Linked DNA regions of Sus scrofa: regions 1, 2 and 4 are each linked to region 3. The links are chromatin contacts, called in public targeted proximity ligation maps. All regions are on one chromosome and are shown on one strand. The core of a region is the stretch at or near the end of the contact, and the rest is flanking DNA. Distances in the headings are between cores, read along the strand shown.

The links.
Region 1: a targeted proximity ligation map of alveolar macrophages shows a contact between it and region 3. A contact is called at or near these places in 1 of 47 Hi-C or Micro-C datasets (liver) and 1 of 2 datasets of targeted methods (alveolar macrophages).
Region 2: a targeted proximity ligation map of skeletal muscle shows a contact between it and region 3. A contact is called at or near these places in 2 of 2 datasets of targeted methods (alveolar macrophages and skeletal muscle).
Region 4: a targeted proximity ligation map of skeletal muscle shows a contact between it and region 3, with 7 times the contacts expected there. A contact is called at or near these places in 3 of 5 promoter capture datasets (fetal skeletal muscle and liver), 8 of 47 Hi-C or Micro-C datasets (embryonic fibroblasts, fibroblasts, heart right ventricle and 2 more) and 2 of 2 datasets of targeted methods (alveolar macrophages and skeletal muscle).

What each region holds. Positions count from the first base shown.
Region 1 is chr5:56,891,915-56,896,234 of Sscrofa11.1, forward strand. The region is part of intron 1 of EPS8 (epidermal growth factor receptor kinase substrate 8); the gene reads left to right. Among named protein-coding and RNA genes, the nearest start is that of EPS8, 77 kb to the left of the region's middle.
Region 2 is chr5:56,797,654-56,802,346 of Sscrofa11.1, forward strand. No RefSeq gene overlaps it. Among named protein-coding and RNA genes, the nearest start is that of EPS8, 17 kb to the right of the region's middle.
Region 3 is chr5:57,025,672-57,029,914 of Sscrofa11.1, forward strand. It overlaps PTPRO (receptor-type tyrosine-protein phosphatase O), which reads right to left. Exons shown (of 28, transcript XM_003126453.4): 26 at 3,459-3,594. Among named protein-coding and RNA genes, the nearest start is that of EPS8, 210 kb to the left of the region's middle.
Region 4 is chr5:56,815,063-56,819,512 of Sscrofa11.1, forward strand. It overlaps EPS8 (epidermal growth factor receptor kinase substrate 8), which reads left to right and starts at 2,383. Exons shown (of 21, transcript XM_021092301.1): 1 at 2,383-2,761.

The sequences.
Region 1 (4,320 bases), core at 1,382-3,881, 130 kb before region 3:
CAACTGTGAGTAACAGTGCTCATATTTAAACCTGTTTTGCACACAAAGTCAAGTTCTTTCCAACCATATTCTATTGGCTATATTAACAATTTGTTTAAAGTCAGACAATACTAAATTGTAGAGCCAGGAGAAAACATTAAGGTTTTAGGTTTCAAATTTGTTATTCTTTTGACCACAACCATGCTACGCTTGACCTGGGTTTATTTAATCTATTTTCCATAGCCCCATGTCAGAAATACAAAGGAATTAGAGACTAGTGTTAGGGTTGTCATTAAAAGGTCTCGAAACTGCAAATTAGGTAAACATTAAAAATTGATTTGGATAATCGACCTTTTATCGACTGAAAATAAACTTGAAAGTGACCCTTAATATTTTGCCTAACCAGGGCAAACCTTCAATATATTAATGCTTTTCAGCCAAAGGCCATAACTAAATTCTGCTGCTTTGGCACACTCTAGTCCAATGATATTCCAAGCAGTTAAATCACTTTTGAAACTGATACAGCCTCACAGTTTAATACCGGTGCATCACTGGGGCAGTCAGCTTCAAATCTGTAGAAGTGTTGCTGCAGTGGCTTTTCTTTATGATTGCCCTTTTCTGTGCCACCGGCAAGGCTTGTCTGATTTAAGCCTCTCCTGCCACCCCTATTTATTGGTAACGTACAAGCTTCAAAGATCATTTGATGTGCAAATTTAATTGCAGGTTTTATTTTCAAAGGATGACATAAGCTATATCATTCTAACAGCTGTTTACACAGCTTTTTCTAAACTGGTGCTCTGAAAACAGGCATTTCATTGTGTTTATTGTAATGCTGCCTGATTTAATTTTTCAAAGCTGCTTGCCCAGTGTTAGCTTGTTAATGTGTATATAGGACAGTTCTTTGCAGTATTTCAGAGGGCACATGCTTTGAAACGAAACTTGGGCGTTCCTCCTTATTTTCTCGTAAGCTAGTACTTTGTCAGCATTCACAGTTCATTTTCCATATTTTCTGATTTGCTCCCCTCCTTTTTTTTCCTCCCTCACTTCTTCTCAATGTAAAGCACGTGATTGTAGTAAGGAGCGGTTAGGTCATGTTATCTAACTAGTGTGATAATTTCCTGATTATATTATAGAGTTAAGGTAAAAAATAATCTGGGAAGTATTGGTACTCTTATATTAAATGTTTTTTTCTTTCCAAATTGGCACTTGAGAATCTTGAAGCATCCATGATTTGGATAGGCTAAAGTAGTTTTATCATTTTTATAGAGGGTTTTTTTTGTTTTGTTTTGTTTTTGTTTTTGTGGAAAGCACAGGTTTGGGGGGGAGTCACGTTATGTGTAAAAATGCTGTTTCACAAGGAACATCCTGTCCATTCTTTTGATATGCGTGCGCCAAGGCAGTTGTGTAGAATGCCAGTGCCATCTGAGTCAGGTGAAATGAGGAAGCTACAAGTGAGATCTTAATGATGGGAAATATTGGTACTGCATGCCCAAAGCTTCCATTTTCCCTGCCTCTCAGAAATTCTTTGTCCCTACTGTGTTTCAGTGGCGTCTGCATTTAAATGGGAATTTTCCAGCAGAAATTGGAGTTTCTATGACAAGTGTTTCTTCATAATTTCTGAGGTGAATTTACGGATGTCCTCATGGCAACTAATAATTTTTCCTCATTTATCATTAGGATTTCTGACCATTTAATAATTTCAATTTTTTCCTAAAAATGAATTAATTTAATGTTGAGTAGACTAAAACTGCCAATTGCTATGTTTTAGCCCACATCTAATTAAGTTGAATTTTGTCTTAAAATTCGAATTGGGTAAATGTTCTAGAATAGATCTGAATGAGAGTTTACAGATTGGCCTTAATGATCTCCTTTCACAGGTGAGGAAATGGAGACTGAGGGAGGTTAAGTTACTTGCCCAGGTACAGAGTTATTCAGCCGCAGACTTGGGGCACAAACACAAGTATTCAGTTTCCCAGTGCTGAGGTCTTTACATTTTCCAACTTCTCTTTGGTTATAGGACATGAATAGAAATAAGAAATCACTTTTTTGTTTTCACCTTTCTTTTTTTCTCCAAAATTTTGTTGGCTTTTGATTGAAATTGCCAGATAAGGGGATGACTTATTGGAACTCTATAGTGATTCCTAGGTTGAAAACATTTAAAATCCATAATTTAATAAGTTTGTGTGATGGTCCCCTAGTATATACCTAAACTTTGCCAATTTAAAGGCTAAACTACCATTTTGTTCACTTATATGTCATGACATTCTTTTACAGTAATAACGAGTTCATTTTTCTCAAATCAATATTTTCCTAACGTTTGTTTGTTTAGGGCCACACCCTCAGCAAATGGAAGTTCTCAGGCTAGGGGTCTAATTGGAGCTACAGCTGCTGGGCTATGCCAGAGCCATCTGAGCCACGTCTGCGACCTACACCACAGCTCACAGCAATTCCGGATCCTTAACGCACTGAGCGAGGCCAGGGATCGAACCTGCAACCTCCTGGTTCCTAGTCAGATTCGTTTCTGTTGCACCACAACGGGATCTCCTGTTTTTATTATTATTTTTTTTAATCTTTAATCTAGATTCTGTGTTGAAACAATAACTCCAAACCCACAGTGACTCATTTAATCTTTTTTTTTTTATATGAGTAGATTGGTTCCTCCTCTCATTAACTTGCCCTTTTCTATGCCTATAAAATGTTAACAGTTTGACAGGATTCTCCCCAAGTATGAATTATATTGCACTCTCATTCCTTTCCCGGATTAGTTATTAAAACATTTGGTTGGTGATTCTTCCAGTTTGAATTCAGCCCACTTAACTTGCATGTATGTAATTGAGATTTGACCACATGCACTTTCGAATTTAGAAACCTCTTTAGGATTCTCTCATATTTGTAGCACCTTAGTTCCTTGCTCCCATTAAAAAAAGGTTTTAAAGTTAGAAGGAGAAGAAGAGTTGGCTTAGAGAAGACCCAGCAGACTGTGATTCTTAGGAGAGGAAGGAATGAAAGACAGATTGAGGAACTGAGGTTGACATGTACAGGAACTGAGGGCGAAGTTCTGCTTAGATTTCCCGGATGAATGGATTGTGACAGTGCCGCTCCATTCTGCTTGGCTGTCCTAACAATTTCTGTAAATGACTTCTTGTCTTTTTAGATCCAGTGGACTTAATTTGATAGGTTTTGCTACAGATTATCTTGTCTGCCTCTATATTTGTGGTTACAAAGTGTGGAATGTAGGACAAGGTTACCAGTAGAAGGTGTGTGTGTGTGTCTGTGTGTGTGTGTGTGTGTGTGTGTGTGCACGCGTGTGAGCAATTTCCAGGTTCCTTTAGTAGTCATGGAAAAATGCACAGCAATCAAGTCTGTCACATTCCAAATACGTAATATTTCTTATATGAGTTCTTCCCTATATTAGAAGGGTAAGGGAATCAACAAATACCCATGAGACTTGTTTAGATTTGTCCCATGTCACTGGCATTCTGAGGGTGCATGTGAATATTGTTTTAGGCCTTGCAGTTTTTTATTAGTATTCTGTGTAATGATTAGTTATATACCAGCCTGTACCAGATTAACCTTTTATAAAACTACCACTAGTTGTTCACACTGTGGCACAACGGGATTGGTGGTGTCTCTGGAGCACCAGAATGCAGATCCTTGGCCTGGCACAGTGAGTTAAGGGATCCCGTGTTACCACACCTGTGGCACAGGTCACAACTGCGGCTCAGATCTGGTCTCTGGCCCAGGGACTCCATATACCTCGGGGCGGCCAGAAAAAAAAAAAAAAAAAAACTCAGCTACCATTAGCATCTTTACCAATGATTCAGAACTAAAAGGTGTATCAGAATTCTATTACTGGGGACATGGGGCAAATCTAAGCAAGGCTCATAGGGATTTGTCTTTTCTCTCCCCTTGCTAAGATAGGGCAGCTCACCGGAAGTAGCCATGAGAAATGTCCTATATCTGGAACATGACAGATTTGGTTGCTGCACATTTTTCCAAGATTTAAAGGAAGGTAGAAATTGAGCACACACACACACCACTGCTGGTAACTTTGATGTAGCAGGATCTTAAATATATCTGTTAAGTTGTTGTGAGGGAAGTGACTGTCTTAAAAGAATAAATGGGGTTGTTTCTAAGCATCAACAGTTTTGGCATTTGGCAGACCTATGAGCCTAAGAGTTTTGTCTTCAAAATGACAGGGCCTAGAATTGGAGTACCCTGTAGAATCCCTTTCGACTCTCAAGTGTAGAGATACACTAAAATGTGGCGCTGGAATTTTTGTGATTATATTGTTAATTTTGAAAAAGTCTTTCTCTTCTCCTATCAAAGAAAGAGATTATA
Region 2 (4,693 bases), core at 213-2,712, 230 kb before region 3:
GTGGGTTAATGATCCGGCGTTGCTGTGAACTGTGGTGTAGGTTGCAGACGTGGCTTGAATCCTGCGTTGCTGTGGCTCTGGCGTAGGCCGGTGGCTACAGCTCCCAGTCAACCCCTAACCTGGGAACCTCCATATGCCGTGGGAGCGGCCCAAAGAAATAGCAAAAAGACAAAAAAAAAAAAAAAAAAAAAGTTGACAAATATTTATGAGAAAATACATACTAAATTTTAATACACAATAGATTTATTTAGAATTTCCATTTAAAGCATTTACATTTCTTGATTGTAGTGGTCATGAGAGCGTGGTCTCCTGGAGGATTTTGTAAAGAAGGAAGCGGAAAAGTTGATTAGAACACATCAGTGGAAGGAAGACATAGAGGATTTAGATCCAAACGGGGTTAGGAAAAACAACACAGAGGGAAGTCAATAGGTGTAATGAAAATAGGAAAAAAGAAATAACACAGTACTTTGGCAGTTGATCCTAAAATAAGAAAATAAAAGTAGTCTCTTTAAATTATGTAACTATTAAACAAACAATAACAAAGCAGCAGCTGGAGGCTAAGAAGAAATAGCCAAGAAAGAAACTGAAGAAGGCTAAACAATAGATAATATAAAATACTTTTTATGCTATTTAGAAGTTTTTTTTTAAAAAATCAGATCCAATAACATAAGATATAAGCTGGACATGCATATATCTCACTAGAATATAATTTACTGAAATCTGGGGAATTGACAAAGGAGCATTAATAGTCTAGTAGTAGCACTAGTTGCATTCAGAAAAGTGGACATAATTTTCTATTCACACTGCACTACTCCCTTCCAAGAGACTATGTATATACATGTCTGTATGCATATCTTAAAAAGGAAAAAAAAAGCTATAAAATACCATTAATCTGAGGCCGTATCTAAAATATTTTGGTATTACGGATTTGTTAAGAGAAATATTTTTATTTTCATTTATGTCACAAGTCTACATGTTTTCTTAGTAAATCAATTTTTGAGCCATTGCAGATCCTAAAGGTTTAGTTGTTTAGAGCTTTCAAAACATTAGGGAGGTTATTCTGGCGAGTAGAGTCAAATCCATTAGCAAAACAGATGTTTTCCACTGTGGCTGGAAAAGACAACTTTCTTATATGTGTTGCATATGGTCCAAAATCCATTTCAAAAATAAGTTCCACCTCTTAAAGGGTCTTGGGACTACAGTGCTCTCTTAAGACTCTGCCAATAAAAGCATGGCCAAGGCAGTTTAGGTGTTTGGAAGTCAGTATTTTAGATACCCTTTTAATCTCATGTTTTATAAAACAAGAGAAAAAAAGCTATATAAATCTAAGTTGCTTCTTCATGCCTTCAGTTTAAAAAGTTGGATTAAAACCAATGGGAAATCTTTGGCAGGACCCCTGGGAGCTAAAAGTCGGGAAGGATAGGAGGTCATGAGAGAGAATAGTGGCCTGAGAGTCCTTCTGGCCTTTCCTCCTGGAAAAAGTGAAAGGAAGCTTCTTCCCACTGACATTAGGAAAGAGTATCAGAAGCTCTAAGAGATGAGTCTTGTCAAAAAGCCAGAAACAATCATTGTGCCCCAGGAATATAGGAAATTCAAAAACTCACTTGGGGAAAAATTTTCCTTCTACAAATGAATCTTACATTCTCATATGCAGATGAATTCTCACTAGTAGATGCCATATATCATGTGTTCCAGGCATTTTTAGCCTTTGTAAAAATAGATATAAAAGTTTAGTAGACAAAAAGCCTTTGCATTGGCCATTTACCAATTAATTGTTTTGCGCTAAAAAGTTCCGTATTTTTAGCCAATGCAGCATGTTCCCAGTTTAACAGTTCAGTTTTGAAGTTCCCATGTGGTACAGCAGGTTAAGGATCCAGTATTATCTCTGAGGTGGCTTCCGTGGCTGCTGAAGCATGGGTTCCCATCCCCAGCCCAACACAGGGGGTTAAAAATCTAGCATCACCACAGCTGTGGCATAGGTCGAGTCTATGGCTGGAATTCATTCCCCGGCCTGAGAGCTTCTGCATGCTGTGGGTGCGGCCAACAAAATAAAATAAAACAAAAGAAAACAAAAACAACCAAAAAATTCAGTGTTAGCTTTATTTTAATCAAGAGAAAGTAGAAATAAGGAAAAATAAAATGAAAAAATTACTTATTTTGTATTGTATAAACTAATGTGAGAATAATTCTTACCATAAGTAAGGTGAAGGAACCCTTGCTTGATTAAGCTGAGTAAATTGGTTTGGAATCATCAGGGTTGTCAATATTTGAAAAATTTGCTTACGTATAAAGAGAGAAGTACAAGAGTTGCCCCAGATCACTGCTGAGTATTTTAAAAATATTTTATAGTTTCAAAGTACAGCCTGTAAAGATAAAGGGTGCACATCATTATTTGGCTTCAGAGATATGGAGATTTCTGCTGTTTCTAGAGAAAATTAGTCTTCTGTCACAAAATGTTTTGGGTCTCTTTATAATGAGGTGCTATCATGGGATGGGCTACAGTACTGACAAAGATTCTTTATTTGCACTCTGTTCATCTTTGCTTGATGCATAAGCCTGCCAAAACAGACTATTATGAAAGAAAGGATTTGGACTCACATGTGTCAGGGAAATGTGAATAAAGACAATTATTGATACGAGGCAGACACATCTTACTTTCAACATCTTATTAACATTGTAACCTGTTTAACCTATGATATCATCTCCATCTCTGTTTACTCTCCTTCCTGTCTGAAGCTAGCTCATCAGGAATTTTAGAGAGACCACCTTTGAACCTGAAGCACTTTAATTATCACCTTGCTTCAGGGGATGGAGAGCTAGAAGGATATCATGCTATAGAGAGGAAAATAAAGATCTTTCTGTGAAGATTATTTGCATTTGTCTAAACGATAAAGGCTATTCACCCATTGTCTGGAGGGGTGCCCAGAATAGAAATGAGCAAAGAGCAAAGATTAGCTAAGTGGATAGCTTTCTAATTCCTTTTGAGACAGTCATCCAAGTATAGCTTTACTTTGTTGGAAGGGCTGGGATTTTCCCAAACTGGGTATATACCAATTTTGGTAAGTGTGAAAACATATCCCAAAGGCAGAAAAGAAACGAGTTTTATATTTTCCATGGTCAATCTTTCCCCCATCTTATAACCCTACTAGTAGATAATTGAAAACTGACATTGTGTGGATGGGAAAAGGAACAGATGGAGATTAAAAAAAAAAAGTGCAAAGATATGAAAAAGAGAGGAATAGGTGTCATTGAAGGATGTGTGCTGAGAAAGGGTTCTGTGAGGTGAGAACAGAGGGAAAAGGAGTGTCTAGGTTCTGGGGTGTGTGTGTGTCCACTCCAATTGCTCAAAAGAGGAGGAGAGAAGGAGAAGTTCAGCCCAAGAGAAAGACAGAAAATTGGGAGAAAAGAAAAGTGTTTCAAGGGATATTTAGCAGAGAGAGAATTGCAGGAAACAACACTAATGATTACATGGTTTAGGACAAATGGTGAGAGAAACACTATGGCTTTTCTATAACTGCCTACACTTTAGTTAATTTTTCCTGTAGAAGGAGGAGTAGAGTACAAAAGGGAAAAGGCGATGGAGAAAAAGGATATGAGCCCAGATGACCTTGGCTCCTTCTTTCCTAACCTCAGAAAAAGCAAAAATATGTCATTAGGCCAAATCTAAAGACAGGAGAAACTTTAGGTTTATCAAAAGGATAAGAAGTGTCTCTGACCAGGATGGGAAAAGATGAAAAGCTCATGAATCACAAGGAAACTCAAATAAATAGGTCCCTAGGTTTTAATTTAAATACCTCTTTAAAAGTGTATTAAATGATTTTCCAACTGACATTATCGAGTGAAATCTTCCATCTGGCTGCACTGAGAAAGAATTTCAAAGCTGTGGAATAGCAGAATCAGAACTGGAAGTAACCTGCCTGTCTTTTCATCCAACCCCCTCATTTTTCTTTCAGCAATTCTGGGGTGTGATGTAAACACGATATATTGAGTCCACACACTCCAGACTTGCTCATTACAAACACAAAGCAACTTCTGCCCCTCTTGCATTCCTTTCTAGCTACTAGTCCGTCCCTTTTCTTCCCAGCTAAACTTGCAATAGCCATCTGCATTTGTTCTCTCAACTTCTTCACCTTCCTTTCCCCTCTGCAGGCCACAGAGCTGCCCCTTCACTGAAATCATCCTCCCTTAAGGCCCCTTACAAAGCTCACTCTTCGGTCTGTGCCAGTGTGGGCTTCAGAGAAAGCTGGCTGGACTTGAAATTGTGGGGCTGTCATTCATTTCCTGTATAATCCTGGACAAGTTCACCTCTCTGTGCCTTGTTTTCTCATCTATAAAGTGGAGATCCTCCTCCCCCCCCCACCATCATCATCAAGGTTGTCATGAGAATGGAGTGAGTCAACCCATGTAAATGGCTTAAAATGGATTCTGGCATGTTATAATCCTTTAATATAATAATTTGAGTTCTTAGCTATTGTTATCTTTCTTTCTTTCTCTCTCTTTTTTTCTTTTTATGACCTCACGTGCAGCATATGGGAGTTCCCAGGTCAGGGGTCAAATGGGAGCTTCAGCTGTCAGCCTACACCACAGCCCAGGCAACACCGGAACTGAGCCTCATCTGCAGCCTATGCTGCAGCTTGATGCAATGTTGGATCCTTAACCCACTGAGCGAGGTCAGGGATGGAAGCTGCATCCT
Region 3 (4,243 bases), core at 985-3,484:
TTAAGGATCTGGCATTGTGACTGCTGTGGCTTGGATTGCTGCTGTGATGTGGGTTCAATCCCTGGCTGGGGACTTTCCACATGCCATAGGTGCCACACACACACACACACACACACACACACACACACACACAAAGTTAAGAAATAAAAAGAAAGAAGAGAGCCCAGGAGAGGTGAAGGCTGTCCACATGCAGTACTTCTCAGTTTCAAAGCATTTATTTTGATGATAGGGATTTACCTAATGTATACTTTACAACAAATAATGCATGAATGTTGTCTTTGACACATTTTGAATGAGGAGTGGGAGCTCTGGGAGGTGAAGCACATTGTACAGTGATCGCCTGGGCCCCTGGCCTCTTGCAGGGTCTGGCCTGATGACCCTATTCTCTGACTACCCCTTGCTACTCTCATGCAGGAGTCTACACAGCATGCCTATCCACAGAGAAAGGGGAAGAGGGCTTGTTAAAACACAGTCCATGTAGCGTGCTGCAGGGACCTGAAATGTGCATCTGAAGACAGGGTCAAATGAGTCAATGGCCTCTGTTGGTTGTAGAGTGGGGGGGTGGGGGTGGTAGAATCAAGGTGACAGGCAGTCAAGAGGACATAGGAAAATTAGAAACCAGCATGGGAGGTCACTCATACACCACACACTATGGTTCCTATATATATACACTGGCTCAGAAATCAGCTGGAGAATCATTCTGGCCTCTTGAAAATCATTAGTGTCAAAGGAGTGCTCTGGGGTCATGAAGCTGAAGAAAATAATTTTTTACTCTGCTTTTTACTCATTACCATCAGTAACCTAGGAGGCAGCAGGACTGGGGCATGAACTGGGCTCAAGGAAGATGTTAGGAACATCCTAACATTCAAAATCCAAGTTGAACCACGAAGAGCAGAGGAGTGAGGAAAAACAGAGGTAAGTCAATGGACAAGATGTTCTAGATAAAACTAATAAAACTGACATAAGTAAATAAACTGGAGAGGATCACTGCAAAAATCCCGAGGGAACTCTAGAGTGAAGCTGGAATGTTTGGGAAAAATCAGTAACCTGTGGTGACCTGTGCATCTTCTGCTGACTTTGAATTTTCCCACGAGAGTTCAGGGAAGGGATAGCATACTTAAAAAAGGCTATTTCCCTGGAGATGTCAACCTAAAATGCTGCCATAAACAAAGAGGTCATCAAAATTTCAGGAAAGAAAGTTAGAGGAGAAAACAACTTTTTCTCAGCTATGCAACAAGGTGCATGGTGGCTGCCCTAGTCTCGTATGATTGCCATACCTGCAGAAGGATCATGGTGCTGGAAATTGGTTGGAGGGTCTGCCATGTGAAGGTAGTTTTTAAAAAGGGATTAAGATTCTGTAGTTGGAAAGTTGAAAGCAAAAAAGGCTATAATCAAAGTCTATAAAGTTATAAAAGGTATAAATTAAGTCAATGGGGGCAGACATTTCATCAAATCCCAAATACTTAAAATAAGGAGTGGCTCTTTGAAGCTTGGGGATTAACATACATAATAAGGAGTGTCACTAGCATAGTAGGATATAGATTTACGGAAGTGAAAGCCAAAAATATGGATGGATTCATAAAGCACCATTTAATCACTAGGTAGTTGGGCTTCTCTGGGAAGCCCAGGACATTTTAAGCTTGTGACAACAAGGTAATGTTCACGTCCCCACAGCAGTAAATTAGAAGGCAGCAGGACTTGGATGCGAGTGGGCTCAAGACACTAATAGATGCCTTGCTTCCGAAACATCCGTGAGCCATCTGAATGTTAAATGAGCTAGTCTTTCCAAAGTGCCACAATCTTGCTGTAGTTCAGAAATAAACACATTGGAATGGCTGTGCCAAGCCTTGGTCATCAGATAGGATGGGGAAACAAGAGAGAAAAGAAAAAAGGGTGGGAAAGGGGAAACCAGAAACACTGAGACAGGAGCCTGGACCTGCAGGCTTTTGAGTTATACTGACATCTAGTGGTGATTTGTAGGAAAGGCGTGGGGAAGATTAAGGCAGTTTTCAATTCCTTGGGAATTTAGTCAAAGGTCAGGACAGGCTGTGTTCTATTCCACGAGTGTTCCTCCCACACACACTCCTTGAGAAAAAGGATTATTGTTCGCTTGAAGCTAAGAAGTTGTGAGTATACGGCTGGGTGACTAAGATTACGAAGAAACTACTGTGCTTATGTTTGCGGCCCACACTGGTACACACCCACTGCTGCTCTGGTGCTTGTGTAATACTGTCTGCAGGCACCGGCCTGGGGCTGCCGCTCCAGCCTGAGTGCATTTTAAGGCTTCAAAGGAAGAGAGCGCTTGGGAGAATAGGAGGAAGAGGAGCCTGTAACACTGATGGATATTTCTGGGAATGCCTCCATGTTGTTGCAATGATGAATCCATTCATTTAGATCAAGGGAACAGACTGTGCTGGTAGATTAGGGGCTGGAAATCCGTAAAATCATAAGGGGGGGGGGACAAATGAAACCATCCATAAACAGAAACAGACTCACGGAACGGACACAGAGAACAGACTTGTGGTTGCCAAGGGGAAGAGGGGAGGGAGTGGGATGATCTGGGAGTTTGGGTTAGTAGATGCAAACTACTCAATTTAGAATGTATAGTCAATGAGATCCTGCTCTACATCACAGAAACTATATTCAATCTCTTGCGATAGACCGTGATGGAAGAGAGTGTGAAAAAAAGAATATATATGAGTTCCCATTGTGACTTAGTGGTAGCGAGCCCGACTAGTATCCATGAGGAGGAGGGTTCAATCCCTGGCCTCGCTCAGTGGGTTAAGGATCCAGCATTGCTGTGAGCTGTGGTGTAGTTCACAGATGTGGGTCGGATCCCGAGTTGCTGTGGCTGTGGTGCAGCCCAGCAGCTGAAACTTCGATTCGACCCCTAGCCTGGGAACTTCATATGCTGCAGGTGTGGCCCTAAAAAGCAATACACACACACACACACACACACACACACACACACAACTGGGTCTGCTGTACAGCAGAAAAACAAAAAAAAATCACAAGGGGGACAGAAAGCATAAGTTCAATCCATATTATCATCAAAAGTGAACTTGGATAGAGCATCACATGAAGGACAAACTAATGACAAACTCATTGAATCAAATCTAGTACTTTAAAAAGAATTAAATCACATCAGTTCCAAAGTCTCCAGTTGGTGGCATTAGCTAGATTGGCTGCTACCTTTGCTGAACTCTCAGTCTGTTCAAAGGGCTTTTATTCCATTATAGATACAGCCATGTGCTCTGGACTACTGAAGGGTGCGTGAAGCCAGTAAAAGTGGCTGTTTCTTTTATACCTTGGAACAGTTTGAACATGCACAATAAGAAACCAGGAATGGCGGAAACAAACACAAAATTCAAGACAATAGTTTTGAAACACGAGATTGTATAACAGGAAAATTTTCAGTCAAGGGCAAATTTAAAAATATGCTATGATTGCATCCCTACCTCTGTCTGTACCATAGACATCCGGTATGACCGCATATCTGACACCAGCCCTAGGATGTCGACAAACTCATGGTCCCGGATGTGCTGCAGGAGCCTGTCCAGGGCGATGAAGGTTCCTGTCCTTCCAACTCCAGCACTGCAAAAGAGATCCCCACAGCACATCACTTAGTGCTCCTACACTGTTAGAAAGAAATGGATGATTTAAAAAAAAACAACTTACGGGTAGCATCCTTGAGAAAAAAGACTAAACTGGCAATATTTCCCACTGAACTGATTTTTAAGGATGCAGTTGTGGTTGGTATGTCTCCTAATGTCACAGTCCTATCACTGCTACCCCCTTAAAGAGGTATGGGTCTACACTGCCTTGGCCACATCTGCCCTTCCGGCCCCCAGGGTCTCTATTTCTTAATAAAGTAATGATTCCATATGGAGTCTGCTGGAGAGCTGGTTCCTGCCTTCTGGGAGCCAATACACATAAATAATCCCAGTCTTCTGAGTAGCCTCGGTGTTAAGCCCAGCTAGAAAGTCCAAGTGAGATGCCCAGGCCTCAGCTCTAGTGCTGGGGTGCTAGTGATTTGTGCCTTCAACCCTAGGTTGAGTTCCTCTTCCAGACCTTCCTTAGAGCATATCCGCCCTGCTAGTGGACGCTGGTCTGCCTCAGCCTCCCAGGAGATGTCTACATTTAGGTCTTTGACTCAAAATCAAGTTTAACGTTTGGACCCAGTCTCTTCCAATCCCCAGATCCCAGTGCTCAGAGTGCAAAGGGAAGTGGCAGGATATAGGTT
Region 4 (4,450 bases), core at 1,133-3,632, 210 kb before region 3:
ACAAATATCATATATCACTAATTTGTGGAATCTAATAAAAATGATACACTAGAACTGAAAACAGAAACAGACTCAAAGCTATTGAAACCAAACCTATGTTTACCAAAGGGGAAACAAGAGGGGGAGGGATAAATTAGGGAGTTGGGCTTGATATATACACACTGCTATATCAAAATATGTGAGTAACAAGGATCTACTGTTTGGCATGGGGAAATTTACTCAGTACTGTGCAATAACTTATATGGTAAAAGAATCTGAAAAGAAGTGGATGTATGTATTCATATATAACTGATTTACTTTGCCGAAATTAATACAACTTTGTAAGTCAACTCTAGTTCAATAAAATTTTCAAAAAACATTAAAAATAATTTCATGTTTAAACCTAATTTTTTACCTTTAATCCTTAATAAATTTCATCTTTGAGCACATAATTTCAGATTTTAAGATGTTATTATTAGCGATCACTTTGGGAATGCCTATTGTGAGGTAAGCTTGGATCGAAGGGGCTGCTGATCACTGTGACTCAGATCTCAGCCCATTGCATTTGAATGTTGTGTTCTCTTTTGAGTACACAACTTGAGAAAAATGAAAAAAAAAATCAAAGCATATTCAAAGCAGGGTATGAAGTGTGGTTATGGAGGCTCACCATTCCTTTTTAAAGAAGTGAAAGGCACCATTCCATTTTAAGGGAAGTGAAAATATCTAGAGATTTTGAAGAAGAGGAAAATATGAGATGATCCACTAGTTACTTAATAGTTTGGTTCACATATTTCAAGACTTGCAGTATCTGTAAGAAATGAGACTAATTTTGTTTGGCTCTTAGAGGCAGAACCAGCTGGTAAGTTAAGGGAAGTTTGATTTGATGTTCACAAATCAAACAATGCAGACTTTAGATTTTAATTCTAGCAACAGCATTGGCTTTGGCAAAAGGAATGAAACTTCTGAGCTCCATTTTCCTGCTAAATTGATATAATAAAGCCTATTTCATTTTAAAGATTAGGAAAAAAATCTAAAAATTGCCTAGAAGTTCGGCATGGCTCGGCAGATTAAGAACACGGCTAGTATCACAAAGATGTGGGTTTGATCTCTGGCCTCAGTGGGTTAAGTTTCGGCATTGCTGCAAGCTGTACTATAGTTTGCAGATGTGGCTTGGATCCAGTGTTGCTGTGGCTGTGGTGTAGGCCAGCAGCTGCAGCTTGGATTCAGCCCCTGGCCTGGTACTTCTATATGCCGCAGGTGCAGCCCTAAAAAGAAGAAAAAGCAAAAAAGAAAACCAACTGCTTAGTTTCTGGCATAGCAAAATAATAAATAATCATAATTATACATAATGTTGATAAAAATAGAGATTCTCAACAATGCAAAAGTTTAAGTGGATGATAGTGTAGCGGAAATATTGGAAAGAGGATTTCTACCTAAGATAGCCGACTGGATTTAAGGTCTATTCCAACTTTTGGTGTAATGGTTTTATTTCCTGCTTTGGTCTGAAGTATCTTTTTCCCCTGACTGCGAGTCTCCCTTGCTTCACAAAACAACCTGGTCCAATCTATTTTAACCAAGTGTATTTTGTAGTCTTTTGTTGATTTCTGGGAGTCAAGTGACCTTTAAGAAGTTAGAAAGAAGGGGAACATAGCTATAACAAACGTGGTGTTTCAAGAGGCGAACACAATGTTCACAGACCCAAGGACTTCTCACTGGGCGCTACAGGCGGAGGAGAAGGTTTTGAGGGTTGGTTTAGGTCGGTCACAAGAGGCATTATGTGAAAGAAGCCTCCACTACTTCAAACCACATCGGGTTTCTGGCAAGAGCTACCAGAAAAATGGGATCCAAGGTAGGCGTGCGAAGCGGGTCTGGGCTTGCTGCTTCCAGGACTCGCGGTTTTGGAGACTCCCAGGGACCGAATGGAGGCCCTTGGGTGCCACCAGTTTACGGCATGAGTTGAAGAGATTAAAAAAAAAAAAAAAAAAAAAAAGAAAGAAAGAAAAGAAAGAAAAAGGAAACACAACGGGAAAAATAGGAGGAAGGGTCCCAGGAGAAAGCCGCAGGCTAGTGGGTCTTTGGCTGCAGCAGGTTTACTGCCGGTAGGTTAGTGGCCCCGTAATGTACACCAGAACCCTGGCCGCTGGGACTAGAGCGACCTCTCCGCCCAAGGCATCAACTCTTGCCCAGGGCAAAACTCTCCTAGCGCTTTCCCCTCCTGGCAATCTCCCAGCTGCTCGTCGGTCCTGCTAGGGCACTTCTGGAAACTCCTCGGCGGCTCAGTACGTCGGTCTGACTTTGATCGAGGCCTTGATAACTCGGCGCGCTGCCCTGCCTTCTCTCCTCCTGCTCCTCTCCCGCCCACCGGCCCCGCGGGCCAGTTCACCTCCTGCGCCGGGGTCGACCAGATACTCCGCGCTTCGGCTGCTGCCAAGACCCGGAGAGTGGAGCGGGCCCCCGGCCGCGCGGCGCGCGCTCGCTGGCTCGCTCCCTGAGGGGGTACTGGGCATGCGCGGCGCGCGGCCGGCTCGGGTGAGCGGGCTAGCGGGCAGACGGCTCCAGACTTCCCCAGCGGCGGCGGGCGAGGCGGTCTCGCCGAGCGCGAGGCCGGCGCTGAGCTCGCCCCAGAAATCGCTTCTCCTCGGCCGGCGCCGAGGGCGGCTGGGCGGCTCGCGGAGGATTGGGAGGGCGCGGTCCGGCTCGAGGGCTTTCTCCCGGCCGCCTCCCGCCGGGTGTGGGCTCGAAGCGCCTTCGGGGAAGCTGCGGCCCCGAGGGCGGATCCGAGGTAAGAGCCCCTCGGAGAAAGGCGCTCGCTGGGGTCCGTCGTCTCGGACTCTTCCTTCGATTTTCAAAATCCGCCTTTGTGTGCCGGGGTGGAGCGGTGCCAGGCACCTCGTCCGCCTTCATTCACTTTGACTGCTTTCAACTGGTGTCGGCAACCAGGTGTGCGAGGGCGCTGCTGCCGGAGCGTGTCCGCGCGCGGGTCCCGGAACGTCCGGAGCCCGTGCCGACCCTCGGCCGCTAGCTCTCCGTGCCCGGGGCTCCGGCAGGGGTGAGCAGAAGAGATGCACAGTGTCCTTGTCTTATTTCTCGGTAACCTGAGCTTCCGCAGATACACCTGCGCTTCTCTGTTCCGTGGAGCTACTCCAGAACGAGTATTCTTCTCCTGGTTTGTCTTAGACGTGGGGTTTAGAGGGCTACAGTCCCCCCCCCCCCCAAAGGGGAGCTCTTTTTCAATGGATACTTTTCAGCGAAGTCCCACTATCGCATACCCCCCTTAAATTCAAGAGACCTTGCTGTTTGTGCATAGTTGTCACTCCTAATTCCTGTTGATTGTCCTTTCTTAGATGGTTTCACTCCACTCCCCATTTTACTTTTGGGAAGACGGCCCTTCTGGAGTCTTTGTCAATGAATGCCTTTGCAGAGGATTTCCAAGACCCTGCTCGCTCTTGCTTTCTACTTTCCTTTCAAGGACTACTTGTATGCAGAATCTTTGCAGGGATTGTTCTCTCCCTTTGCATTTTTTCTCAGATCCTTTCCCCGTAGAACACATTCCACTGCTGGACTCTCTGAGGGTAGGATGCTGTATTAGGTATCAGGATTTGAAGTCCATAGATGTCAAGAATGGTAGAGCATTAGGAATTGGAATCCACCTTTACAAAACGTATTTCAATGAAATGTGTTATTGCTTTTCTTTTTAAGGTTTCAGTTCTCGCCTCAGATAAGAGGAACAGATATCTTCAGAGTTCAGATAAAACTTGGTTTCAGATGCATGTGAAAAGTTTGATCTTGGCTTTGGTATTTTGGGGGGGGGGAGATAGAAAAATTAGGGTTCCCAGAAGGCTTCTTTATGTACATATGACAAAGTAACTGTATGGTGTATTGCATCTAATTTATTTTCCTTGAAAGGATACCATTTTTCTCCAGCGACCTAGGTTTTGGAATGTGTACCTTGGATCATGTGGTCATTGAAAATGAAAGTCAATGCCATCCTTTCTCACCTAGTATAAATTTTATATTTGTAATTGGAGTTTTCTGGACATACTACTATAGTTAAGTTGCTGGTGTGGAAAATTTTAAGTCATGGGATCACATTTTTACTTACCATTTTGAAAAATAATGCACTTTGTAGACTTGCCATGTAAAGGGTAGGGTAGAATGTCTCACAGATGTACAACGTTTTATAGAATGCCTTTAGTGCAGAATTCAGAGATTAAGACTTTTTAAAATTCCACAAGCCATTCACTTCACAGAAGAAAAAAAGAAAGGGAAACATAATTTGCTTTTAGTTCCACTGTTGTGGGATAATCACTGTGCACAATGTTTGATAGATTCTCTTTGTAGTCTTTTTTTTTCCTTTCACTTTTCAATGTCACTGAATATATAGTATATATTGAAAATATAGTAATTTTCTGCCTTTTAAAAAATACTGTAGGAATATTTTAAGTGATATTTAGGGAGAAGTTTCTTCAAA